2 separate regions of the Zea mays genome follow, and region 2 is linked to region 1. Evidence: chromatin contacts called from public Hi-C data. All regions are on one chromosome and are shown on one strand. The core of a region is the stretch at or near the end of the contact, and the rest is flanking DNA. Distances in the headings are between cores, read along the strand shown.

Evidence for each region. A called contact is a pair of places that touch in the nucleus more often than the background predicts.
Region 2: a contact with region 1 is called in a Hi-C map of leaf, with 4 times the contacts expected there. The contact joins the promoter of NNR1 here to the enhancer-like site in region 1. A contact is called at or near these places in 2 of 25 Hi-C or Micro-C datasets (ear and leaf).

Annotation. Positions count from the first base shown.
Region 1 is chr4:58,753,246-58,758,781 of Zm-B73-REFERENCE-NAM-5.0, forward strand. No RefSeq gene overlaps it. Among protein-coding and RNA genes, the nearest start is that of NNR1, 150 kb to the right of the region's middle. Within about 2 kb of position 3,331, at least 8 of the 20 cell types and tissues checked have an H3K27ac peak or open chromatin away from gene starts, as enhancers often do. A contact at or near this core is called in leaf, where this site is marked.
Region 2 is chr4:58,902,265-58,907,635 of Zm-B73-REFERENCE-NAM-5.0, forward strand. It overlaps NNR1 (nitrate reductase [NADH]-like), which reads left to right and starts at 3,486. Exons shown (of 4, transcript NM_001305856.1): 1 at 3,486-4,661; 2 at 4,745-4,885. The coding sequence starts at 3,635.

The sequences.
Region 1 (5,536 bases), core at 2,081-4,580:
GTCATGATATCATATGTAGAGGTTGTGATAAAAAATTAAGAATGTTTGGAGAAAGTTGTGAGACACTATGTGTAGAAACCTAAGAGAACTACACATGAAATCATAGAGTTTCAATATGGATCTATTAGGTTTCTACACATAGTGCGTCACATTTTTCTCGAAACATTTTCAAATTTTTATCACAGCCTCTACATATGATATCATGACACGTGGACAAGTTTCATGATTTTCTGATTTTGTTTGTGTTTTATACAATTTTTAAACATGTGGATGGCAAGTTCACGGCCATGTTTAGTGAGAATGTTGCTCGAAGTTTCCAGTCCGCTCCTGTAATCGGTCGTAACTTATGTTAAGTAACATGGATATCATTTTTGCATGCACGGTTTTTCAAGTTTCGAGTGACCTGCAGTTCAAATCTGAATTTTTCGAATAAATTCAAATAAACGAACTAAATCTACTAACGATTGAAAACTCTATTATAATTGTCCACAAATGATACATGTAGGTCTACATCGTGTAGGAACATACCACAAAAAGTTTGGAAGACAAAATCTAAAAAATAAAAATATGCTTTGCCGAGTGTCTAAAGAAGACACTCGGCACAGAGTCCTTTGCCGAGTGCCCAATATTTGGCACTCGGCAAAGATGCCTCTTTGCCGAGTGCCAAACCTCGGCTCTCGGCAAAGACTGACGGCCGTCAGCTTTAGGACGGCCGTTGACGGCCCTTTGCCGAGCGCCACGTTTGCCGAGTGTTTCACACTCGGCAAACCTATCTTTGCCGAGTGTCGTCCTGTGCCGAGTGTCTTACACTCGGTAAAGAGGCTCGTTACCGAGAGCCAAACTTTGCTGAGTGCGGCTCTCGGCAAAGACTTCTTTGCCGAGTGCCCGACAAAAGGCACTCGGCAAAGAGGCCGACACTCGACAAAGCCTCGGATTCCGGTAGTGAGAATAGGGTATTGTTCCCGTGTGATTCACTAGTAGAAAAGAGCTCAAAGCCTGCGGCACCCATAAATTATCACTGGCGGTTTCAGTTACCGCGCGCCAGTAAAAAACTAGGTGGGCCTGGCTTGGGAACCGCCAGTGGAAACCTATTTCCACTGGCGGTTGGTGTAACAGAACCGCCAGTGAAAATCTAATTTCCACTGGCGGTTCTGTTACACCAACGGCCATCCTATTTCCACTGGCGGTTGTGTTAAGATAATCGCTAGTGAACTATGTGTTATAAATACCACTCTTCATCCCCAACGGGAGCTGTAGCTCGCAGCCAACTTCCATTGGAGGCGATTTTGGAGGTCCAAATTTCACAAAATACAAGGGGGGAGGTTTTGGTCTTCATTTTTTGGAAGAAGGTGAATAAGAAAGGTTGGTTTATGTTTCTTTGTCAATTTTTGTTCATTCTTGCTCAATTTTAGCCACATTTTGGATCTAGGGTTTTACATGTGAGAGAGAAGAGTATAGCTAGGTTATTTTCTCTATTTCCTCAAATGAGGTTGCTTAAGATGGTTAGATTTTGTCTATTCCCTCTCCTTTTTCATGTTTAGTTCTCAAATCAGTTTATCCATGACACATATTTAGTTGCTTAATGAATGGTGAATGTGTTGTATGGAGAGGGAGGATGATAGGTTTGGTAATTAAGATTGTTTTTATTAATTGTTATGAAAGGTTGGTTTAATTATGTTTCAATTGCCAATTATTGTTCATTTTTGCTCAATTTTAACTACATTTTGAAACTAGGCTTTCACAATGTGTTAGAGATATTTCCACTTGCGGTTTTCTTAATAAAACCGCCAGTGGAAATGCTATTTTCACTGGCGGTTCTCTTAACACAACCGCCAGTGGAAACAGAACCGCCAGTGAAAATCTAATTTCCACTGGCGGTTCTGTTACACCAACGACCATCCTATTTCCACTGGCGGTTGTATTAAGATAACCGCCAGTGAATTATGTGTTATAAATACTACTCTTTGTCCCCAATGGGAGCTGTAGCTCGCAGCCAACTTCCATTGGAGGCGATTTTGGAGGTCCAGATTTCACAAAATACAAGGGGGAGGTTTTGGTCTTCATTTTTTGGAAGAAGGTGAATAAGAAAGGTTGGCTTATGTTTCTTTGTCAATTTTTGTTCATTCTTGCTCAATTTTAGCCACATTTTGGATCTAGGGTTTTACATGTGAGAGAGAAGAATATAGCTATGTTATTTTCTCTATTTCCTCAAATGAGGTTGCTTAAGATGGTTAGATTTTGTCTATTCCCTCTCCTTTTTCATGTTTAGTTCTCAAATCAGTTTATCCATGACACATATTTCTTTGCTTAATGAATGGTGAATGTGTTGTATGGAGAGAGAGGATGATAGGTTTGGTAATTAAGATTGTTTTTATTAATTGTTATGAAAGGTTGGTTTAATTATGTTTCAATTGCCAATTATTGTTCATTTTTGCTCAATTTTAACTACATTTTGAAACTAGGCTTTCACAGTGTGTTAGAGATATTTCCACTGGCGGTTTTTTAATAAAACCGCCAGTGGAAATGCTATTTCCACTAGCGGTTTGCTTAAGAAAACCGCCAGTGGAAATGCTATTTTCACTGGCGGTTCTAGAATAACCGCCAGTGGAAATGGCGATTTCCACCGGCCCCTAGCAGTGCAAACAGATCTAAAACCGCCACTATAGAGCCTCTGTGTACTAGTGATTACACTCAGTCACAGATGGTGGATCAGGAAGCTAAAATTTAATGTTGGCATGTTATAAAGTGTACAGTTTAATCGTATCTGCTGGCAGCTGGAAATGGAATATTATCATCAACTAATCTTGCATATATCTTCGCGGGAGATTTCTGTTGCGGCGACAGATCCAACAAACCCGCAACAGCATAGCCCACACACAAATATGGGTGGTGGGTGCCTCTTGGCTCTTGGCGCTTTCAAGCAGCATCGATCGAGTATCAGTCTGTTCACCGATCCATGGAGCAATATGGGACGTGGCGTTCTGCATGGACGACAAGCTAGCAGGCAAGTAGTGTACTGGCTTGCCATCAGGCGACGGCGTGGCTGCCTCTTCACGTGCCGGCGTCGTCCTAGCAAGGAGCAACAAGCGAGTTACTAGCTGCTCCCTTGCATGGGCGGCCAGACCAACCGCGCGCGCGCGGCCCTTCCGGCATCTGAGGAGGCGCGCCGGCGACAGCATGGTATATGTCGGGCTGGCGGCCGGGATCACGTGGCCGGTAATCTCAGGGGAACGTGCGTCACACACTCGGGCGAACGCTCCCCCGCCGCTTGTGTGGTTGGTTGGTGATTAGGGACGAAGAGGGTACGGTAGAGCTCCGCGCGCACGGCATGATTGCCAGCGACAGAATCCTGATCAGCCGGGTTGCATGGCGGAGAGAGACACTCGCGGTGGTAGGATAGCTTCCCGGCGACGCCGACGTGGCTGAACCATTCCCTCGTCAAGGATTTGCTGATAGATGGATTGTCAAACTAGCCATGTACCGCGTGGAATATTCCTTATTTCCAATGACTTAGAGCCTGTCCGACGGCAAGGGTCAATCAGTTTTAAAAGGTCGAAAATAAGAATATATCTAACGGCAGTCGTCAGGCATACGCGATGTCCGACAGCCGGTATGGGCTATTGGCAGTTAAACTGGGTAACGATCTTGACGGCATTCAGTGGGTTCCATAGAGTTATATCCAATGATCTGCATGCAATCCGTCAGATATAACTGACTTATATTTGATGGTTGTATGCAGACCGTAGGACTTAAGTTGGTCGTATCTCAGACGCCCGCTAGCAGCCGTCAGAACTTATACTCTTATGTCCGACGGCCACAGACATAATGAATTTAGGGATGTCCAAATTCTTCCTATTTTTTTTATTTCCACAATTTACAAAATAACAGATTTCATACACATTAGATTCATCTAGAATATCAATACATACATCTACATTCTCACATCCGACAATTCACACATTCACATTTCAATTTGCAACACATTGACAACCACAAACCACAAAAATGACATTCACATTTCTATTCACAAAAAACGACATGCACAACCACAAACCACATTCACATATAGATCAACATCACATATAGATCACATTGACATAGTTTAAGGTTGATCCACACTCACATAGTTTGAAGTCATTCAAATGTTGCTATAAAACTACTTAAGTTCTAAAGTGTAATGGAATCCGAACTAACTAAGCCTACGAGCTGTCACCTAGTTGGTTTGAGTTGTGGCCACTTAGTCCGGCTGGACTATGGCTGGTGAAGAGGTTGTTCACCCACGAAGTCGCGACGTCGTCTTGGCCAGATCCATCTCCAGGTGCTGCAATCGAAGGGGGAGGTGTTTGGAAACCTTGTAACACATATTTGGAAATTAAACACAAAGTTCTTCATTTGTAACGCGCACACATATGTACATATGAACGAATACCTTGATCTTCACGGTAACACCATCATTGTTTTACAACTTCTACGAATCTTGTCTCACCCCATATTGCACATTTCTTCTCATTTAAGGTCTCTTTCAGAAAAACATACATCTATTGTCACCGACAACATTTTTCCGTAGTCCATACCGAGACCTAAGAGCAACTTCTTGGACTGGTACATGTCTTTGTGCATCTTGTGATTCTCCGAAAGTACAACACCGATCAAGTTCACAAGCTCCTTGTAATAGTTGTTCGAGAATGCAAACTTGGATTTCACAGCCATAAATCGAGTCACGAAAACAAGGATGTTCACTTTCATGTCCTCGTGCCACGACTCTTTGGAAGCCTTAAGGAGCTCGAAGAAGTTTAGAACCACAGGTGTAAGTGGATCCTCAGAATCAGGAGGTCGAGGAGGATTCTCACAATCGTCGTGTAGAATCTCATGTGGTAGTCCCCCTCTTCCACCATATTGTAGTTCTTCGTCTGACTAATGTTCTGATACATTTGATGAGATAGGTCCTCATCGTGGTGTAGCCACACCTCATAGCCAGGCATATAGTCGTTCTTACAAAGATCCACTCTCATAGTCCTCTCATGGAAATGAATGTTCCAGCACTTGCTACAAGGACACCTAACATTGGTTCCGGTCTCCGACCTACCAAAAGCATGGTTGAGAAAATCATTGGTCTTGGCAACCCACTCACTATATAGAGCCACTCTCTTCTTCCAACCTTCATACATCCATCGGCGATCCTAAGCTATACTAGATGTGAAACGTTAACTTAGTTATGTCATGCACAAATCATATGTTATTGTGAAGAAATCACGTCCCTACATCTATAGGAGAGGATAGATCCTAAAGCCACCCAAGAGTGACAGATAGAGCACATATTTATAATAAGGCATGAGCACAAGAAAAAATTTGGCAGCATAACACAATTATTCTCCATTTGCATGTCTAAAAATGGTGCAATAGAGAACAACAATGTTATGCTGCCGAAATTCCGCTCGAACTTATGGCTTTTCATAAATACAAGTCTATTGGTCACTCTGATGTTATCCAATAAAAGAACAATTCTGAACCAACATACCTCACATGTGTCACATAG
Region 2 (5,371 bases), core at 2,236-4,735, 150 kb after region 1:
GCTTAAAAGGCCAATATTCACTTGTTGAGTAAAGTTAGGGATCCCCTACATCATTTGTTGTTGTGGGGTGCTACACATAGTGTCAAAATAGATTACATGATGCATATGACAAGTATGCAAATCAAAGAGAAGGAAGTGCTAAAAATTGCACAATGCAACACTACCACTCTAGGAGCGGTACCGCTGCTCCAATGACAGTCCACACACTAATAGAAAGGCATGGACCACCACAAGGCTAACATAAGATATATCTAAAAAGTCATAATGATAGGCTAGAAAACCATATAAAGTACATGTCCACACCTATCATACATAGAGAGTATAAAAGAACATAATATTAAAAAAATAAAGTGTAAGACACGAAAACAACTATTCTCTTAACTCAAGGCTATCATATCTTAAGATAGTACAAGAAGTTCCTAGTAGTATACATGAACATAAAGTGCGAGTTGTACCTCCTCCCATCTCATTCTCCCCCTTTGGCAACAAGCACTAAAAAGAGAGAAAAAGAAGAAAGAGAGACACAGCCACCCAATCCTCGTCCTCATTACTCTTTTCCCATGGAATACCGTCATCACCACTCTCATCACCATCATGATTGTTGTCATTGTCATCGTTGTAGACAATGGATCAACCATCATGGTGAGTAGTGTCGGTGTAGCATGTAGCATGGGTTGACATTCAAGCCGATGGACTAACAACCTACTCGTTAGCCCCTTTATCCATGTTAGAAATATTGTCATAGAGATCATTTCAAAAGACTAAATTTTTTGAATAGAATTGATCTGGTTGTTCTTTCTTCTAGACTCAGTGTAGAAATGAACTTGTTTATGAGATGTTACATGGATCACTCAGTGTCATACATTCTTATTTCTAATCAAAATTTAAGTACTAGTCTCATGCTCATTTCATATTCTTAACAAACATCATGCTTTTATGCAAAGTATAAATACCTACCAATCCTATTGGCATCCACCAAATTTTATGTTGGAATACGTTATTTAAGAATAATTATACTCACAAAACTACCATTAAGCTATTACACGTACTTCATACTTGGTGAACGTCCAAGCCAAGCTTTGGTGAAGCTCAAGATTACTAAACAATGGGATGGGCTTTCCCTATGAGCTATAGTTACTCTAATGATCAATACTAGATACTAAGAGAAAACTAGTGCAAAGGGTTATTAGTATAAACATGTTTACTTGCAACCTTAATTATTATTTACACTTCTTACAACCCAATGCAACTTGTTAAAGTATTTATGACTATATGATAAATGGTTACATGGATCTTAATGGTTGGTTTGTGTCTATAACTATATAAATGATCATGCAATTATTTCTCATGTGATAGGAGTATGTGATAGCAACTTTGTGGACACATGCATTGACCTAAGTATGCACCACGTCGTCCAAGAGAATGACACGAGGTGCTAGCCTAATGGGCCATGATAGAACCCTTGTGGTAGCTATTCGTCAACAAATTCATTAAGGGAGTGACCTATAATGTGATAGATAGAGCATCTAGTGAGATGTGCCTAATACCCAGATGAAGTTTATCATATTGACAACCTATTCTATGTAATAGTAGATCTTGTGAAGTATGATGCTAAAAAAATCTAGTGTTAGATTATGAGGAAAGTCCCTAAACAAGGTCCATATTGTGTAAGATGTATGCCTTTCCTTTTCATAAGGCAGACTGATTTTCACCTTAACGTTTTCCAAGTGGCTTGTTGAAGTAAAGATGTCCTACATGACAACTCTTGATAAATATACCTATATGAGTTGGACTGCTAGTCATAGATTATATGATTTAGGTGGTCTATAGGTACATGAAAGGTTCAGGAGTTTCACTTCTATGCTTCAACTAGAAGGGATGCTTTATCCAACCTAGTATCAATAAAGAACTTATTTGAATTTTATTTTGCACAAAAGTGTCAATTCAAGGCATAGTTTGTTATTTAGTTGTGATGAAGTGTAATCTCTAACTAAGTTGACGTTCAACTTAACTATCTCCATCGGAACACTGGTATATCAAACAATAGTGAATCGAGAACATTTCATATGTGCTCAGAAATTTGGTGAGATTATGAGATTTAATATAGGTTTGGCTCATATTTTTAATGTTGTGGTGCAATATTGTTTTAGTCCTATATGGGATTTTGACTAATTATTGACTCAACTTAAATGTATGGACTATGTATGCACCTATTGTGAAGTTAAGAGGGATTAAGGCATGTCACACGCGTGTACCGTGGCCAAGCCGTGGCATGGCGAGACGCTATGTGATGTGCATAGGATCAGGGCATGCCACTTCCCAATAACATACAGAGGAAATATCTGCCACAATCTTTATCCATTATTCCATCGCTCAAAGTCTCTGCTACGATTTCCACCTCTTTGGCCATGATCACCGTATGTTAAGTGTGGAGTGTCGAACAATTCTTGGGTACGAGGCACATAAGGCACTCTCTCTCTATCTATCTCTCCTCTATTGAGTACCTTTCTAATTACTTTCATTTTGGTCCTCTGCATGCACTGAGGATTAGAAGAGCAGGTCTCTAAAACAATGCTTGCATCTCCATCACTTGCTCTAGTGTGTCGGGGGATCAGGTTTTTGTGGACATCTTGTATAACTACCCAATTTTGTTCCTGTCGACTACATCATCTTCCTTCTGGTGGATCTTTGAGGGACTATACTGCAAATTTGCATTGATTATGGTCCGTGACTTCGAGTAATACACTAGGTCAACTAGTGCATATGGAGACATCGGTGTCTAAAGCACAAGGCCCTATGATGCGTATATCTCTAATTTTACTGTACAAAAATTTAGTAAGATATTCGTGCCCTCTAACCTTTCGTATGTTCGTCATGATTGCCACTGTAATGATCAAATTATACTTTACATATGCACATATATGTTGTCATAAATTTACTACTATTTTTATGGATTAAATTAATAATAAAATATCAATTTTACTATCGGTAACAACCTATGAGTTAGACCAAACCAGCTAATAGCTAGCAAGCTAACTATTAACACGAAATATATATGAACTAGGCACGAAATATATATGAACTAGGCCTAAAATAATACTCACTCCGTTCCGATTTATAATTCGTTTAACTTTTTATCCCAAGTTTGATCGGTTTGTCTTATTCAAAAAAATTCATAATTATTGTTAATATACTCCAAGTATGTCTTTAAATTCTTCAATTTTTCATAAAATTTTTGAATAAGACCAGCCGGTCAAACTTGTCAAAAAAGGTGAAACGGATTATAAATTGGTACAGACATTTTAGAGTAAATAGTATTGCAAGGGCAGCCACCAGCCAATAATCACAAAATCAACATTATTTTCGTGGCGTTGAGCAATTCAACACAAAGTACCAAGCGTTAGGGTGCTGGTCTGCTGGGTGTAGAAAAACCTATGGCGCACACTGACTTTGAGGCGCCATGTCACGCTGGAGCACCCGCGCCCGTGTGTGTATATATACATACGCCTGTCGTACTGCCTTCCACAGACAATAATACCGAGCCCTCTCTTCCATTCCAGCCTTCCCAGGCCAGCTGCAACTACTGGCTCATCACCAGAAACCAGAACGTACGCCGGCAACCCATCTCCCTGAAATGGCCGCTGTGGAGCCCCGGCAGTTCGGGCGTCTGGAGCCGGGCTCCTCGCCAGTGCGCGTGGCCACGAACGGCGCCAAGGCGTACCCTCCTCCGGCAAGCCACCTCCCGCGGCGCGCTGACTCCCCTGTCCGCGGCTGCAGCTTCCCTCCCCTCGTCTCCCCGCCGCGCAGGCTGGACGACGCGTCGGACGACGAGGACGAGGAGCAGGAGGACTGGCGAGAGCTGTACGGCTCGCACCTGCAGCTGGAGGTGGAGCCCGCGGTGCAGGACGCGCGCGACGAAGGCACCGCGGACGCGTGGATCGAGCGGAACCCGTGCCTGGTGAGGCTGACGGGGAAGCACCCGCTCAACTGCGAGCCGCCGCTGGCGCGGCTGATGCACCACGGCTTCATCACCCCGGCGCCGCTGCACTACGTGCGCAACCACGGCGCCGTGCCGCGGGGGGACTGGGCGACGTGGACCGTGGAGGTGACGGGCCTCGTGAGGCGGCCCGCGCGGCTCACCATGGAGGAGCTGGCGCGCGACTTCCCCGCCGTGGAGATCCCCGTGACGCTGGCGTGCGCGGGCAACCGGCGCAAGGAGCAGAACATGGTGCAGCAGACGGTGGGCTTCAACTGGGGCGCCGCCGGCGTGTCCACGTCCGTGTGGCGCGGCGCGCGCCTCCGCGACGTGCTCCGCCGCTGCGGCATCGTGCCCCGCAAGGGCGGCGCCCTCAACGTGTGCTTCGAGGGCGCCGAGGACCTCCCCGGCGGCGGGGGATCCAAGTACGGCACCAGCGTCACGCGCGAGTGGGCCCTGGACCCGTCGCGGGACATCATGCTCGCCTACATGCAGAACGGCGAGCCGCTGCTGCCGGACCACGGCTTCCCCGTGCGCGTCATCATCCCCGGCTGCATCGGTGGCCGCATGGTCAAGTGGCTCAAGCGCATCATCGTCACCCCCGCCGAGTCCGACAATTACTACCATTTCAAGGACAACCGCGTCCTGCCGTCGCACGTCGACGCCGAGCTCGCCAACGCAGAAGGTAATTAGCAGTTCATGTTTAATTTATTACTACTCAAGCAAAAAAAATGATGTCTGACTTTGCTATTGCAAATGATTGAGCAGCGTGGTGGTACAAGCCGGAGTACATCATCAACGAGCTGAACATAAACTCGGTGATAACGACGCCGGGGCACGACGAGATCCTGCCCATCAACAGCATTACCACACAGCGCGGCTACACCATGAAAGGATACGCCTACTCCGGTAAAAAAAACAGACATGCATCACTGACTTTTCCTACTTTTGACTTAGTAAGTAGTTAGCTGCAGGTACTACAAACTGAATATATATGAAACTTGGCATATATAGTAAGTATATAATAACCCAATAAATAGGAGTATCTCTCATCCATGCATCGTTATGTGTCTCGTAGCCCTGTTTGACCTAAACATAGTATAATCAAGTTAGATCCATGCACGCATCTTGAACTAGATAGCTAGGCTGTCATATATTGTCGTATTCTTATAATTCAGTAAAAGAGAGAGAGACTGACTAGCTAGGAGACATCCATGACCATGACCGGTGGTGTTCTGAAGAGACGCGTCTGAAGAGAGGGGGGCCTTTTTAATCCGTGGTCAGTTTTAAATTTTCACCTAATACAATAAACAGCTTTCAAACATTTGATAACTTTCTATACAAACACTTGTATCGTTCCCACAAATCAGTTAAGCAGTTCACTGCAAAAAAAAA